Linked DNA regions of Sus scrofa: region 1 is linked to region 2. The links are chromatin contacts, called in public Hi-C maps. All regions are on one chromosome and are shown on one strand. Each heading gives the region's core, a stretch centred on a gene start, on an enhancer-like site or on the middle of the called end of the contact. The rest is flanking DNA. Distances are from core to core; before and after follow the strand shown.

Region 1 (2,700 bases), core at 194-2,693, 100 kb after region 2:
GAGCCCGGGTCGTCTGCATGGCACGTAACTGGCAACACGCACGTCCATGCCGAGGCGCTGTTGGCCAGGCATGACTCGTTCGCCTCTGGGTATCTAAGTAGGGTGTGTCAACAGGTTCCTCAAAAAAAACCACAAAACGAATAAACCCCAGCACGGGAAAGCAGACCCAGATGCAGGCAACTGAGATCTTTCCCCAAAGCCGCTGAAGCAAGCAGGGTGCTCACTGGCGCCGTTTGAAGGCTAACCAATTGGCAGGTAAACTATTCGCTGGCATCGTGGCAGCTGCCCCGAGAAAGTGTGACATCATCCTGAACGCCAAGCAAACAGAGCAGGCCTCTCCGAAGGCCAAGGCAGGAGCTCCCGTCCTGGCTCAGTGGAAATAAATCTGACTAGCATCCATGAGGACAGAGGTTCGATCCCTGGCCTCGCTCAATGGGTTAAGGATCCGGCGTTGCCGTGAGCTGTGGTGTAGGTCACAGACGCGGATCAGATCTGGTGTTGCTGTGGCTGTGGTGTAGGCTGGTAGCTACAGCTCTAAAGAGATCCCCTAGCCTGGGAACCTCCATATGCCGCAGGAGTGCCCTAAAAAAAGACCAAAAAAAAAAAAAAAAAAAACCACTTCGAAATTGTTTTAAAAAACAAAACAGGAGTTCCCGTCGTGGCGCAGTGGTTAACGAATCCGACTAGGAACCATGAAGTTGCGGGTTCGGTCCCTGCCCTTGCTCAGTGGGTTAAGGATCCGGTGTTGCCGTGAGCTGTGGTGTAGGTTGCAGATGCGGCTCGGATCCCGCGTTGCCAGTGGCTACAGCTCCTATTTGACCCCTAGCCTGGGAACCTCCATATGCCGCGGGAGCGGCCCAAGAAATAGCAACAACAGCAACAACAAAAAGACAAAAAGACAAAAAACAAAAAAACAAAAAACCAATTTAATTGCCGGTTGGCATTTTTTTAGTATTAACATGTTGGCCAATGTCTTTCTGAGGCAAAAGGCTCATTCCAGATACATAAATGTTATTGTGTTCATTACAACTTAGACTAATAATCCTAGAAAATGTGCCTACGAATAAAAATAAAGGGTATGCGGGCTGAGGCCCCTTATCTTTTGGTTCCGCAGTGAAGCCAGCCTGGGGATAGGATGTGCATAAATCTGCTTACACAATAAGGAAGCTGCCTGGGGCTGGACGAGAGCGCGGTCAGCCTGGCCGTCCTGCTCTGCCTAATCCAAGTGCAGTCAGCGAGGGAAGCGCTGAACGTTTAAGCCACAGTCTTTCACAGACTCCCCTTGATTCTGTGCCAGCCCTGCCGGTGCCAGGCTTTGTTGGGTTAAGCCCTGCATAGACGTTCTTTCCTGAGCGTAAAAGAAGCAGGCTATGCGAGAACAAAATAGCAGGACAGGAGGGCTGGAGAAGAGGAAGCGGGAACACAAAAGCAGGGCTTTGTCCTTCATCCCCGGAGAACATCAACGGATGGAGAGGTGATTCATGAAGCAGACACGCTTTGGGCGCACAGTTTGGAAATCTACGCTACTTAGTAACTGCATCAAGGGATTAAATAGTAGCTTGCACATGAACCCATTAAAATGAAAACACATTATACACAGTAATCTTTCCTAATGTATCTGTAATCGAAACTTGAGACAGTCTGCACGTAAGAAGTTGAATGATGCATTCCTTTAGCCAACAAATGTATCACTGGTGTTTTTATAAAAAGACAAGGAAGCAAAATGTATGTTATCTACGAGGACAGCTACAAAATGACAAATAAGGAAGAACATTTATAAATACTAGCATGTAAATTCAAGATACATACAAAAACCTGTACACTAATTTACATAGTATGAACCCCAATTGGTAAGAAAAAAGGAATTATGGATGGTAAAATACTCGTAAAAGTATCTAGAAGTTAAGATTACAGAGTTTTCCTTTTTAGTGTTATTTTATGTTTCAGCCACAAGCATTTATAAATTAATAATAATTACATATTAGTGATAATTTACCTCTGAAATTGGTCAGGGGAGGGGAGGAGATACCAAAGAAAAAGAGGAAAAGAGAGAGAATTTGAGCCTCAAGCAAAACAGGGGTGACACCAGGTGGGAAAGTCACTAAATGCTTGATGATCAGCCACCAGCCAAGCTTTCTGCACTCAGACCAGCAGTTAATATTCAAATTAAGCTTTTTGTATTCTCATTGAGAAATACAGTATAAGTTAACCACGACTCTGACTTTCTAAAAAGCTGCACTACTTTTCCATAATTTGGCCTTAGCATTAATTCTGAGATGGTCTTTCTCTAGCTCACCCCCCCCCACCGCATCCCACTTGAAATTATCTCACGAGGCTAAATTCAAAGGCATCTGTGCAAAGGCTTTGCAACACCCCGAAAAGCGCCGGAGTGTGCACAGCTGGACCAGGCTTGAGAGGAAGCGTGATAAGCACACCGACTGTTCCGAGGAAAAGTGAGTTTTACTTCTGCTCCCTGTCAGTGAAAGTGCATGTGTTTATTACAACGTGTTGACATGAAACTTTATACTTTAAAAACTGAACAGTATTTTTTGGTTTTTGTTTTTAATTTTCTAGTTGACTTCCAAGGTTGGATTAGTTTCAGGTGTACAGCAAAGTGAATCAGATATATATATACACACACCCATTCTTGTTTCACATATTACACACCACTGAGTAGTGTCCCCGGAACACTCTTTTTGA
Region 2 (2,700 bases), core at 41-2,540:
TATAATAACTCACACAGCCAAGGAGTAAATCAAGGTAAACTGCTGCCCTGCTTGAAACGCTACTGAACCACCCCCAGAGCAGCCACAAGTGCCAGGCCAGGAGCAGGCGGTCTCACTCAGGGCCTGCAAACCCTCTGGCTTCGGGAACCTGTCCAAGTGACGCATCTGCCAGAGGATGTGTCATGAGAATGAGCTAATTATCCACAGAATTCACAGGCTGGGGTGAGGCTGTCACCAGGGGGGCTGGAGACCGCAAGACCTCAGGCAGACAGGCAGCTTCGGAGACCCTCGGTAAATGGGGACCCTCCGTAAACTATGTCTCTTCAGGAAGTGCCCCCAAAAGTGCCCAGGCCCTGCTTAAAGGACGGCTCTGGGAGGCGTCACAGAGTCTCAGAGCTGCAGGTGGCCGCACAGGTGTGGTGGGGGGCTGACCCAGTCCCTCCTTCTCAACCTCGGGTCTGGCTTCCTCCCCTCCAACCTCCTCTCCGCGGCCTCCAAACGCCAGCCCGCGAGTAGGAAGTGGGAAGCCACCCAGTTCTCTGAAACTCGAGTCCCCAAGAGCCAGGAAAGTCACAAGGCTCGGGAGGAGGCGGCCAGGGTTAATCAAACCCGAATGCGGACGCACCCCGCGGGGCCCCTCCTGGAATGACAGAGGCCACGTGGCACCTCGCACGTCGGTCAGCAGGGACAAGGGGCGCGGCCCTGCCCGGCTAGGACCGCGAAGGGGCTGCCAGACACGGCGCGACCCCCGCCGGACGCTGCGCTGAACTCTCCCAAACGTCCCCCCGCCCCTCCTGCCGCGGCCAGCGCTGGACGGTGGTTGACCTTGGTGATGGTCAAGGCAACCAGCCTCGGCCAGGGGCCACGGTGCCGATGTGCGGATTCCTGCCGCTGCCACTGCGGCCCGGGCGCCCCTCGCCTGGGGGAAGGCGGAGCCCCTCTCCCTGCACGTCGAAGGAGCCCGCACCCTCCCCCCGGTCCCCGACTCCCACCCAGTGCCCCGAGAGCCCAGCCCCGAGGCCGGGCCCGCGCCCACCTTGGCGCAGCGGCGCGCGCGCCAGCTCCGGCCGGTCCTCGGGGAAGGCGTCGCGGAGGCGCTGCCACAGGCGGCCCAGGTCGGCCAGGCTGCGGTGCAGGTACAGCACGCTGCGGTCCGACCACTCGGTGCGGATCTCGAAGAACTCCTCCTCGTCGCCGCGCCGGCTGACGATGAGCCTGCGGATGCCGTTCACCCAGCAGCCGCGCACGAACATGTTCACGAGCGACGTGCCCTCAAACACCGCCGAGGCCATGCCGCGGGCCGCGCATGCCCCGGCCGGCAGGGGGCGCGCCCGCCCGGGCCGGGGGCAGCCCGGGGCCGGGGTCCGCCCAGAGTCCGTCGGGCGCCTGTATCTGCCCGGGATCTGCGCGGAGCCGGGGTCAATCCAGGGCCGGGGTCCGCCCGAAGTCCGTCCGGCGCCGGGATCGGTCCGGGATCTGCGCGGAGCCGGGGTCTGCCCGGCCTGGGGTCGGTCCGGCGCCGGGGTCCGTCCGAGGTCTGTCCAGAGTCGAAGAGACCTGGGATCTGTCCGGAGCCGGAGTCGGTCAGGGTCTGCCCGGGCTCAGTCCCGGGCTGGCGCCCCTCCGAGGTCTACTTGGGGCCGGGGTCCGTTTGGGCTCCGTCCGGAGACCGGGTCGGTAGGAGGCCTGCTCGAGTCCGGGTCCGTCCCGGCCCGGGGTCGCGGCGGAGCGGGTCTGCGGATGTCGGCCGGGCCTCCGCGCGCTCTCCCGGAGGGCGAGGCTACGAGCGGCGGGGCCGGCCGAGCCGAGGCTTATAAGGCACTTCCCATCGCGGGCGGCGCGGTCGCCGACGTCGAGGCCGCGGCCGCCTCCGCCTTCCCCGCCTCCAGGCAAGAGGACACGCCGCGCGCGGAGGGGTGGCCTGGCCGCCGCGCCCCGCGCCGCCTCCCGAGCCCGCGCTGCTGGGGCCGCGGGGACCCCCGGCCGCCGGGCGGGGCGGAAACCCCAGCGCCGGCCCCGCCTCCCGCCTCCCCCCTCCGCTCCGGGTCCCGAGCCGCCGGCCCGGACTGGACGAGACTGGGGGTGGGAGGGCCGGCCGGCCTGTGCCCGCCGGGTTCCTGGGGAGACTCTTGTCTTTCCGTTTCTCGATCCTGCGCGCCCCACCCGGCCCGCGAGGGGGTGGCAGTGGCACGTGTGCGGGCGGGGGGCGAGGGCGGGGCGCACGGGCTCCGGGGACTTGGCGCCGGGACCGTCTGCCAGGTTCTCCACTGCGCGCCGCCCCCCCATCCACCCTGGGCCGGGCCGGGCTGGGGCGGCCCCCGCCCCGCGGCCCCCGCGCATTCCAGTCGCGCCGCTGCCTGGCCTTGGCCCGGACGCGGCTGGAGACAGACGGGGACGCGGCGGGACAGACAGGCCCGCGCCAGCCAGCCGAGGGGCCGCCCTCCAAAAGGAGAGGGGACCTCCCTGCTGAGAAGTGGGACCGACCCGCGGTGGGAAAGAGCATCCCCGCGGCAGCGGGGGCCCTAGGTGAGCGAGGGGATTTCGGAAGCGGACCCGGGGAAGCCGCCCGCCTGCAGAACTCTGGTTCACAGCGGCCTGCTCCTCACGCTGTTCCTAATTGGGAAGAAATTTCGAACGATAGGTCCAGAATCGGAAGTTAGTTCAAGAACTGCAAGTTGGTTCCAGAGGCTGCAGGGACCT

What was found. Hi-C and Micro-C count contacts between places; a contact is called where the count stands out from the background.
Region 1: a Hi-C map of embryonic fibroblasts shows a contact between it and region 2, with 2.1 times the contacts expected there. The contact joins the enhancer-like site here to the promoter of LOC110261697 in region 2. A contact is called at or near these places in 1 of 5 promoter capture datasets (fetal liver), 18 of 47 Hi-C or Micro-C datasets (alveolar macrophages, brain, embryonic fibroblasts and 12 more) and 1 of 2 datasets of contacts at active chromatin or transcription factors (skeletal muscle).

What each region holds. Positions count from the first base shown.
Region 1 is chr7:2,350,733-2,353,432 of Sscrofa11.1, forward strand. LOC102161744 (a long non-coding RNA gene) reads right to left here. Exons shown (of 4, transcript XR_001297664.2): 4 at 1-2,700. Among named protein-coding and RNA genes, the nearest start is that of PRPF4B, 30 kb to the right of the region's middle. Within about 2 kb of position 1,444, at least 11 of the 83 cell types and tissues checked have an H3K27ac peak or open chromatin away from gene starts, as enhancers often do. A contact at or near this core is called in embryonic fibroblasts and skeletal muscle, where this site is marked.
Region 2 is chr7:2,247,089-2,249,788 of Sscrofa11.1, forward strand. It overlaps LOC110261697 (collagen alpha-1(III) chain-like), which reads left to right and starts at 1,291. Exons shown (of 3, transcript XM_021099999.1): 1 at 1,291-1,732; 2 at 1,819-2,526. The coding sequence starts at 1,291. It overlaps PXDC1 (PX domain-containing protein 1), which reads right to left and starts at 1,898. Exons shown (of 6, transcript XM_001928852.5): 1 at 1,037-1,898. The coding sequence starts at 1,292.